Linked DNA regions of Mus musculus: region 2 is linked to region 1. Evidence: chromatin contacts called from public HiChIP or PLAC-seq data. All regions are on one chromosome and are shown on one strand. The core of a region is the stretch at or near the end of the contact, and the rest is flanking DNA. Distances in the headings are between cores, read along the strand shown. Region 1 holds the start of Megf8 (multiple EGF-like-domains 8). Region 2 has its middle 30 kb from the start of Mir7048.

Evidence for each region. HiChIP or PLAC-seq counts read pairs in DNA pulled down with a chosen protein or histone mark.
Region 2: a contact with region 1 is called in an H3K27ac HiChIP or PLAC-seq map of embryonic stem cells, with 9 read pairs. The contact joins the enhancer-like site here to the promoter of Megf8 in region 1. A contact is called at or near these places in 1 of 39 promoter capture datasets (liver), 2 of 15 datasets of contacts at CTCF or cohesin (CD8 T cells and large pre-B cells), 13 of 484 Hi-C or Micro-C datasets (B cells, CD4 T cells, CD8 T cells and 6 more), 8 of 115 datasets of contacts at active chromatin or transcription factors (embryonic stem cells, microglia, pancreatic cancer cells and 1 more) and 2 of 9 other capture datasets (adipose tissue and liver).

What each region holds. Positions count from the first base shown.
Region 1 is chr7:25,315,699-25,320,778 of GRCm38.p6, reverse strand. It overlaps Megf8 (multiple EGF-like-domains 8), which reads right to left and starts at 3,615. Exons shown (of 41, transcript NM_001160400.1): 1 at 3,086-3,615. The coding sequence starts at 3,272. Tmem145 (transmembrane protein 145) reads right to left here. Exons shown (of 15, transcript NM_183311.2): 15 at 4,584-5,080.
Region 2 is chr7:25,185,475-25,190,782 of GRCm38.p6, reverse strand. No RefSeq gene overlaps it. Among named protein-coding and RNA genes, the nearest start is that of Mir7048, 30 kb to the left of the region's middle. Within about 2 kb of position 2,917, at least 17 of the 459 cell types and tissues checked have an H3K27ac peak or open chromatin away from gene starts, as enhancers often do. A contact at or near this core is called in bone marrow-derived macrophages and embryonic stem cells, where this site is marked.

The DNA of each region.
Region 1 (5,080 bases), core at 2,366-4,865:
CACACACACACACACACACACACACCCTACAAGGAGGAGAAGAGGTAGTAATGACAGGGTCTTGGGCTGGGGGAGTAGCTCAGTTGGTAAAGAGCTTATTAGCATGCATGAAGCCCTGGGTTCAAGCCCAAGTACCACATGACGCACGGTAGTTAACACCTATAATCCCAGAATTAGGGAGATAGAGGCAAGAGGATGCATATCCATCCAGTTCAAGCCACCTGGGAAACATAAGATTCTGTCTTAAGAAAGAAGAAGCCGGGCAGTGGTGGCGCACGTCTTTAGTCCCAGCACTCGGGAGGCAGAGGCAAGTGGATTTCTGAGTCGAGGCCAGCCTGGTCTACAGAGTGAGGTCCAGGACAGCCAGGGCTACACAGAGAAACCCTCAAAGAAAGAAGGAAAGAAAGAAAGAAAGAAAGAAAGAAAGAAAGAAAGAAAGAAAGAAAGAAAGAAAGGAAGGAAGGAAGGAAGGAAGGAAGGAAGGAGAAAGAAAACAAAGGAAGGAAGGAAGAAAGGCAGGCAAGCAAGCAAAAACCAAACAAAAAACCTGCAAGCGAGAGAGATGAGTCAGAGGTTAAGAGCAGTTGCAGCTCTTTCAGAGGATAAGGTTCAATTCCCAGCACCCGCACAGCTGCTTACAAGCAACTATAACTCCAGTACCAGTGATCTGATGCCCTCTTCTGGCCTCCGTCAGCACCAGGCACACACATAGTGCACACATGTATATGCAGGCAAACACTCATACACAGAAAATAAAAGTAAATAAATCTATTTTAAAAAGATTTTCGGGATTGGGGATTTAGCTCAGTGGTAGAGCGCTTGCCTAGCAAGCACAAGGCCCTGGGTTCAGTCCTCAGCTCTGGAAAAAAAAAAAAAAAAAGGCAAAATAATAAAAAAAGATTTTCAACTTGTAGCCCAGGCCGGCCTCAAACTCACAAACCTCCTCCTCCTGACTCTGGCTTCTCCTTTTAACTGTTTTAGCATACTACATTTTAGCACATATGCATGCTCAAAAGCATCCCACGTGCCTTGGATTAATCAGACTCCTGAGACGTTGTGTCTTCCCAGAGCTTCACGGATCCCTGAAAGCCCATAAGAAAGGGGCACAGGGAGCTGGAGAGATGGCTCAGTGGTTAAGAGCACTGGCTGCTCTTCCAAAGGTCCTGGAGTTCAATTCCCAGCAACCACATGGTGGCTCACAACCATCTGTAATGGGATCCAACGCCCTCTTCTGGTGTGTCTGAAGACTGCTAAAGTGTACTCACATATAATAAATAAATAAATCTTTAAAAAAAAAAAAAAGAAAGGGGCACAGGTTGTTCCTTATTTCTAAAATGTTCTGCTTCTCGCTTCCTGGCTGACAGACATAGATCCCTCAGGTCTCAGCTCTGACATCTCTTCCAGAATCTTCTCTGCTCTCCTCTCTCCCAGATCATGTACTTCTTCTGGGCTCTCCCAGGGGAGTACTTTGGTATGTGACTGTTAGTATGTCGGTCTCCCCCGCAAGCACTGCTGGGAAGGAGGTCCCTGGTCTTCTGCTATGTCATGGTGGCATATATAATTTCTGGCACATGAACGACTAAGTTTTATTGAAGTATTTAAATGCAACAATAACCCTAAGGGCACTTAATGGACATTTGCTACATGTGATAGGTTGACTATATCTGGAACTAACTAAAAGCTAAATAGCTAGGCACAATTGTAAGGGTTTGTTTTTGTTTGTTTGTTTGTTTGTTTTTTCCCTTAACTAAACCACTTAAAGTGGGAAGGCCCACTTCTAATCCAGATCTTTTGAAGTGAGAGGCTCCACCATTAATCTGGGCCACACCTTCTGCTGGCAGCCTGTATAAAGGACATGAAAGAATGAAGTTTGCTCTTGCTCTTGGCCTGCTTGCTCTCACTCTAACTAGGAGTCCAGTCCTTCACTTTGAGGTAGCCCAGGCTGTCCTCAAACTCACAAGCCTCCCCGACTCCTGCCTCTGGCACTAGTCCTGGCTTCTTCTATTATCTGTTTTAGCATACTAGATTTTAGCACATAGGCTTGCTCAGAAGCATCTTCTAATTCCTGTCTGCATTAGAACTGACTCTCTTTAGCATTCTGGCATATACTGAAGACCAGGTAAGACATAAGCCATGTGGACTGAACTACTACTACTGGATTTTTTTTTGGTAAACAGTCTTTATCAGACTTGCTGGACCACAGTCTATAAGCCATTCTTTTTACTTGGGGGAGGGGGGGTGTCAAAACAGGGTTTCTCTGGCTGTCTTGGAACTCAGTATGTAGATCAGGCTGGCCTCAAACTCGGAGATCTGCCTGCCTCTGCCTCTGCCTCTGGAGTGCTGGGATGAAAGGAATGCGCCACCACCGCACAGTGACTATAAGCCATTCTAATCTCATTTCTATAAAGATTCATTCTATGCTATGCTTCCCTAGAGAACCCTGACTAATATACTATACCAGATATCAAATGTGTTAAATATCTGACTCCTTTCCTTTTAACTAAGTACTATTGTTGCGGCCATTTGGAGTAAAAGAAACTGTGCCTTCGAAATTCATCCATCCAAAGTCACGAAACTCATATGAAATAGAGCCTAGATCCTAAGCCAGGTGAGTGGACTTACTTTTTGTTGTTGTTGTTTGTTTTTTGTTTTCTCGAGACAGGGGTTTTTTTGTGTGTGTAGGCCTGGCTGTCCTGGAACTCACTCTGAGACCAGGCTGGCCTCGAACTCAGAAATCTGCCTGCCTCTGCCTTCCAAGTGCTGGGATTAAAGGCATGAGTGGACTTACAAGTAAGCAAAAATAAAGGAGTGGTAGAAAGCTGTGCTAGATTGATATTTTCTGTGCGCTACATTCAGGATCAAGTGAAGAAAAACACCCCTCACAAATACTCCTAGTTTGTTACTGTGACTCTTGGCACATTCCCTCCCATCAGAGTTAGGGCCCAAGCTGGCTGCAACACTGGATGTCCAACATTTTACAGCAAGAGTCCTGGAATGGAGCCGGGTTCTAGGAATGTGCTCAGTGAATGAACGCACAAATGAATGAACTAGCAACCGAGTGAGTGACCCACGCGGCCCCACTCACCCTCGATAAGCCACTCGCAGTTGCCGTTGACGCTGTAGTTGCCCGCACCATCCGTCACGAAGCCTGGCGCCTCCCGTAGCACCTGCCGCTGCCCCTTGCAGTCACCAGCCAGGACCCTGAGGGACAGCGGTCCCAGCACTGCCAAGGCCAGTGCAAGGGCCAAGGCCAGAGCTCCACCCAAGGCCATCGCCGCCTTAGGCACTGGCCCTAAGGGACGGGAAGGGCCGTGAAGACCTGGAGAAGACCCTCTGGGAATGAGGCCCTGCAAGATGCAACCTTTACAGACGTAGCATGGCCTTGTAGTCCAAGGATGTACCAGCCACGCAGTCCGGGCCAAGGAAAGGGCCGCAGTTGATGCGCTCTTGAAACCGAGGGGCCGGCCCTATAGACCCATGGAAGGCCCTGGATATGAAGTCGTTATGGATAGGGCTGACCCCTAGGGACCGTAAGGGTCCCCTATAGACACGAGCCCCCATAGGGGCGCCGACTCCATAAACGGTATCCAGTGATTACATTCAGGCTGCTGCAAGGCCAAAACAGACCGTATAGACAGTCTTCCAGGGGCGATGTGCTCTACAGCCCAGCTGGGCGGTCCATGGAGCGTGCGGGGTGGAACTTGCCTGGCCCGGAGACTCCTGGGGAGACCCCTCCAGACGGGGGCGGGGCCTGCCTTCGGGGTCCCGGCCCGGATCTCCAGGGCTCACTCTAATGCCTACCCACCCGCTCCTCCCACTCGAGGCGAATGGGCTAGATCAGAGAGACCTGGAGACTCCCGGGCCAGAGCGGCCCGAGGAAGACCCGCTGAGAGGGCGAGGGGGCGGGAGCCGCGCAGCCTCTGAGGGGAGGACAGGCTAGGAGGAGGCGAGAAGAGGAAGAGCGGCGGGTCAGAGCGGCCCTGAGAGGACTAAGGAGCGCCTGGCTCCACCCCTTCTCGAGGAAGACTTCCGGAAACTTTCCTCCCATCTGTTCCCAGTCGCTTGCGCAGCGAGAATAGGAATTCAGCTCAGAGAATTACGCATGCGTATTGCTAAGAGTGTAACCCAAAATCGCGTTTTGTGCTAGTCATTGGCTGAGCAAAGCCTTTGCCACTGGAGGGCGCCTCTATCTCTGCTAGCGAAAGGAAAGGCAACATAAAGGAGCGGTAAAAAGCTGTGCTAGATGGTTATTTTCTGTGCTCTACATTCAGGATCAACATGAATATCAAGTTATGAAGGCAAGGGACTCCAGACCAAAATAGCATTTCCTAGATGGATACAGTGAGACCCGTATGACTTAAAGCACCATCAATACATAAAAGAAGCTGGAGAGGCGACTTAGTGGTTCAGAGCATGTTGCCCTTGCAGAAGACCCTGGTTCGATTCCCAGAACCCATATAGTGGAAATCCAACGCCTTCTTGTGGCCTTCTCCTACACAATGTGCGCGCATAGTACGCTGACATACATTCAGGAAACACGTCTTTTCCTTTTTTCAGCTAAGATGGAAAAGAAACCATGTTATAGATTAAAAACTCAACGAATCCTCTTTATTTTGGCAAGAAGAGAAAACGTCTTTCTGCCACAGACCATGTGATGGTCCTTGGCATTCAGATGGACGGACAAAGCACAGGTCCGAGGTCACAAACCCCAAGGAGGGTTTCAAAGTAGAGACCAACTTCACAATATCCGTCTCTAAACAGTGGCTCGAGGGTCGCAGGGTCCTGGAGGGTCGGGCAGGGTCCAGGCGGTCGTCACGGGTGTTCCGGAGTCCAGCAGGGTCAGAGGTCTCGAAGGGGGTCAGGGGGGCGGAGATCACGGAACAGCGGGAGTCCAGATTCCGGAGCCATTCGGGGCAGGGGCTGAGGGAGGGGACGCGGAGAACGGCTCCCGCGGGACCGTTTGGCACAAGAGGGAAAGGGGCGGGACGCAGCGCATCCAAAGTGGGCGCGGGGTGTGGGAGGGGCGCGGGATGCCTGGCATGGCCGAGCCCTTGGGCCGGGAGAGAAACGGGGTTCCGGA
Region 2 (5,308 bases), core at 1,668-4,167, 130 kb after region 1:
TTGCCTGCATATGCATGCGTGTGCCTTATGTGCATGCCTGGTGTCTGTGGAGGCCAGAAGAGGGTGTTGGGTCCCCTTGAACTTCGCATAGATAGTTGTAAACCACCATGTGGATGTAGCAAGCGCTTTTAACCCTGAGCCATCTCTTCAGGCCCATGTTCTACATATTTTCTTCTTGAAAAGCATCATCAACTTCCAGGATTTCACCTATTAACTTTATGCTTCTTATTGTTTCTTGAGACAGGGAAGTGGTTCTCAACTTTCCTCATGCAGGGACCCTCATACAGTTCCTCATGCTGTTGTGAAGCCCCCCCCCCAATTATTTCATTGATACTTTATAACTCTAATGTTGCTACTGTTGTGAATTGTAATGTGTATATATTGTATATATTTGTGTTTTCTGCTGTGGTTGACACTGGTGATGGCGGTTGCAAGAGCAAACTGATTTTTGTTTTGTTTTTTTTTAAGACAGGGTTTTCTGTGTAGCCCTGGCTGTCCTGGAACTCACTCTGTAGACCAGGCTGGCCTTGAACTCAGAAATCTGCCTGCCTCTGCCTCCCAAGTGCCAGGATTAAAGGCATATGCCACCACTGCCCAGCTCAAACTGATCTTTCTTGCTTCTACTTTTGTCCCTTCAAATATATCTTCTCCAAAAAAAATTACATTTCCTGGACTAGGTCCTACAGGGTTCCAGGCTGGTACAGGCCTGTTGTCCAAGCTCCCTGACAAGTTAACACAGGAAGATTGCAAGTTCAAGGACTGCCTGCCCTACAGAGTGAGTTCAAGACCAGCCTTGGAAATTCAGTGAGACTGTCTTAAAATATGTAAAAAGAGGGCTGGGGGGGGGGGAGCATAGCTCAGTGGTAGAGCCCCCAGCCCAGAATGTGTGGGTTTTTAGACTCAATCACAGATACCATATTTTAAAAGTAATAATAATAAAACCGGGGCTCGAGAGATAGCTCAGCAATTAAGAGCACTGACTGCTCTTCTAGAGGTCCTGAGTTCAATTCCCAGCAATCACATGGTGGCTCACAACCATCTGTAATGGGATCCGATGCCCTCTTCCGGTGTGTCTAAAGAGAGCTACAGTGTACTCATATATATTAAGTAAGTAAGTAAGTAAATAAATAAATAAATAAAATCTTAAAAAAAAAAATACAAGACCAAACCTCAGTGACTCCTCTCTTCTACTTTCCAATGATATTTAATGTTTGAGCCCCAGGCAGTCTCTTCAGCATCTTTCTCTTACTGTTGACTCTTCAATAACCCCTTCCACAGGGAGACAAACAACTAATCCTCACATGAACGCCGGTCATGGCGTTCTCTCTAATTTTAATGCCTTTCTCCTTGTTGTTAGAAGACTTTTCCCTTTTAAAACTCAGCAGGAAAACCTGCTGGGTTGGGGGTGGCGCACGCCTTTAATCCCAACACTCAGGAGGCAGAGGCAGGCGGGAGTTTGAGACCAGCTTGGTCTGCAGAGCTGGTTTCAGGACAGCCAGGGCTACACAAAGAAACTCTGTCTTGAAAAAAACCCAACTGAATCCAAACCAAAAGACCTCAAGGAAATTCTCCAGGTTAGTTTTGCATGCCAGGGGACTCTACTGTTGTGATTGAAGAAAAAACAAGTTACATATGATTTCACGAGGGTCCTGGGAATTGATCAGGCCATGGTGTGTGTGTGGGGGTGGGGTGGGAGGCAAGCTCCCTTATTTGCTCTGACATCTTGCCAACTCTGTGGTTGGGATTTCTGTATGCATTTCTCTCTCTTACTGGATTGTGAATCCTTGACAAAAAGAAGCAGAGGTGGGCTCTCCCAAGTTGTTCTCTGACTACCATACTCTTGCCGCCCAATAAATAAAGAATAATAATGAATATAAAATATAAAATAGACAAACCTTTTGAAAAAGAAATTATCTTCCCACGTCCCCCGAAGGTGTGAAGATGTTCACACCTGCCCGACCCTCCCTTTCCTTTTTGTTGTCTTGTTTTGTTTTGTTTTGTTTTGTTTTGTTTTGTTTTGTTTTGTTTTGAGACAGGGTCTCACCGTGTTGCTTTGGCTGGCCTGGAACAGGCTAAGTAGATCATCAGGCTATCCTTGAACTCATAAAGCTCTGCCTGTCTCTGTTTCCTGAGTGCTGGAACTAACGGTGAGGGCCATGTCCACTCCCACCTCTGTGTTTGAGATGCTCTCATTAAAGTGCCTAGACAGGCTTTGAACTTCCGGTCTCCTTGCCTCAGCCTTCAAGGAAGCTGGGATTACAGGCCTGAGCCACCATGCCCCAGGGTCTCACTATGTAGCTCAGGCTGGCCTTGAATCTCCACCTACTCATTTCTGCCTTCTCAGTGGTAGAGTACAGGCACGTGTCGACTCACACAGCTAAAGTTCATTTTACTATTAAGGAAGGCGGTTGGGGAATTGGCTGGAACTTTGAGCCTGACTGGATGTGAGGAGGAGAAACAGGTCAAGGATGGGGGTCGTTTATCTGAATTAACTTGACTAGGGGGGTGGAGGGGGCAGGAACCCGTGTCTGGGTGTGCTGCATGCACCGATTTGAGATGTTAATTTGGAATTGCTTTCAAGAGGGGCTTTGGGAGGGAGTGCTAAACTGTAGACAAATTTAGGATTGCCGCCGTGGAGATAGCAGATGTGGGGTGGGGGGTGGGGACGGGATGATTCAAGCTTGCACGGAACTGAGAAATCAGGCCTTCTTGGCTGCTGAGAGCGTACTTTTGAATATGATTGCGGTTGTATGCTGCAAAGAAGGGAAGCCAGGTAGGGTTGAAAAGCTCATGTTGGATTTAAGATGTGGGCTGGCCTGGAGCCTGAGAAGGCGCGTGATGGGAGTGGTCTGGCCTGGGCTCCTGAAGGGTCAGGCTGGGCTTGGCCACGGAGTTGTTGGTAATGCATCACTCTGGCCACCAGGGGGCAGCAGCCACATGGACTCCAGAGCGTTGACTGTGATCAGCAAGCCTGGCTGATGTGGTCAGAGACTTAGGGAGCTCCGACGCAGTTGAGGCTACTTGGTAGTTGGATAGCTTTCCCAAGTGAAGGGAGCTGAAAGATGGCAGGGGACTCTTTTCGGACAGTTCCCATTCCTGTCTTAGAGAATCCCCATGGACCATTGGGGATGTAGATAGCTTATTTGACACCATGTCTCAGTAGCCCTGGGGTTGTGTCTTCACTGTCTCTTGGTTTGTTTAAATTGGGGAGGGGGAAGGAGTTGTTTGTTGCTTGTTTGTTTGTTTGTTTGTTTGTTTTGAAACGTTCTCACTGTGTAGCTTTGGCTGGTCTTGGAACTCTCTATGTAGACCAGGCTGGCCTTGAACTCACAGAGATCCAACTGTCTCTGCTTCTCCAATTAAAAGGTTACACCACCACATCTTTCTACATAAATATTAATTAATAGTTACTATTAATCAATATTAATATTATCAGTACAAGGTCTGTCTATGTAGCCCAGGAAAACCTCATATGTTCCATCCCCCTGCCTCAGCCTCCCAGGGATTGTAGGCAAGTCCCACACCCAATTTGTTTGTTTTGTTTTCCTTCCTGTCTTTTTTTTTTTTTAATTAAATGTTTACAAAATTCTATGTGTATGGGTGTTTTGCCTGCATATGTGTGTATCACATTTGGCCTGGTGCCTGCAGAGACCAGAAGAGGTTGCCAGATCCCCTGGAACTGGAGTTACAGATGGTTTTGAGCCACCACATGGGGGGCTGGGAATCAAACCTGGGTCTTCTGGAAGAGCCAGAGCTCTTAGCTGATGAGCTGACTCTCCAGCCCCTCCTTCCTGAATTTTCTTTGATACCATCTCACATAGCCCGAACTGGCCTTGAACTTACTACGTGGTCAAGGTGGTCAAGGATATTTTAAGACAGCCTCTCTCTTTTTAGCGTCCCCCTTCTAGTGCACAGAGAAAGCTCAGGGCCCTGTGAATGCAAACCAAGCGCTTCCCCTGTGGGATTTACTTTATTTATTTGTTTCCTTGAATCTTGTTTTCTCCCATTTATCATTGCATTATTATTTCCAACTATGTGTTTGTGTGTTGTTATATGTACACAATATGTGGGGGTAACTGGAGACCAGAGGAGCTGTTGGACCCCCTGGAGCTAGAATTCCATGGAGTTGTGACCTGCTTGGGGTGGGTGCTGGGGATCGAACTCAGATCCTCTGCAAAGGCAATGCACTTTTTGCAGCATTTCCCTTCAGCCATTTCCCCACATTTTATTTTATTTCCTGGACTAATTTATGATCCTTCTGCTTTAACTTCCTAAGCAGCTTGGATCATAGGCCTGAACCTCCTGCCTCTGCCCACCAAGTGCTGGGATTGCGGTGCCCTCCACCATGTCTGGCAAGTGTTCTTGTTGACTGGGGAACACTCCTCATCTTTCTCCCTCTTGATCATGTCTTATCTCAGGCGTCATCTCTTTCCAGAAGCCTCCAGCACACAGTATGGTTTTTATGCACCCAATGTCACCAAGTTTAAAATTAATGCTTTTTTTTGTTTTTAACTTATGGGGTCTACAAATGCATGGCATGCCTGAGGATATTGGGGGACAGTGTGCAGGTATGGGTTCTCTCCTGCCACCATGCAAATCCTGAGACTCACACTCAGGCTGTCAGTATCTTTACCCACCGAGCCTTCTCACTAGCCCCAAACTCTCCAATTAAAAAAAAATTACTTAATACATGTAACACATAGACAGAAAGAATTATTTAATGTATGGAGAGAGAAAGATAGAGAGTGGAGTAGAGGGATGGAAACTCATAGCCTGGCCTTGAACTCACGTCGAGCAGTCTGCCTCTGCCTTCCCAGTGCTGGGGGTATGCAATGCCACAGAAGACCCTAACTCACTGATTTTAATTTGTTTGAGATAGGTATAGTATGATGTACACACACACACACACACACACACACACACACACACACACACACAGAGAGAGAGAGAGAGAGAGAGAGAGAGAGAGAGAGAGAGAGAGAGAGCAGTGTAACCACCACAGTTGTGATCCAAAACGTTTCCACGAGCCTGGGACTCTCAGCGTCCCATTGCTCTGGGTCCTGTCCCTCCACTCTGGCCTTCTGCAGCAGTTGACCATAGTGCTAGTGCCTAGAAAACGTATGAACATAGCTTGACAGTATGCAATCCTACACACAGCTACCCTCAGGTTTTTGCTTTGTTTGTTTGCTTGCTTGCTTGTTTGTGATAGGGACTTGATATGTAGCCCAGGCTGTCCTCAAATTCACGGCAACCTTGTCTCTGATTTACAAGTGCTGGAATTACAGCTGTGTGCCACTGCATCTGGCTT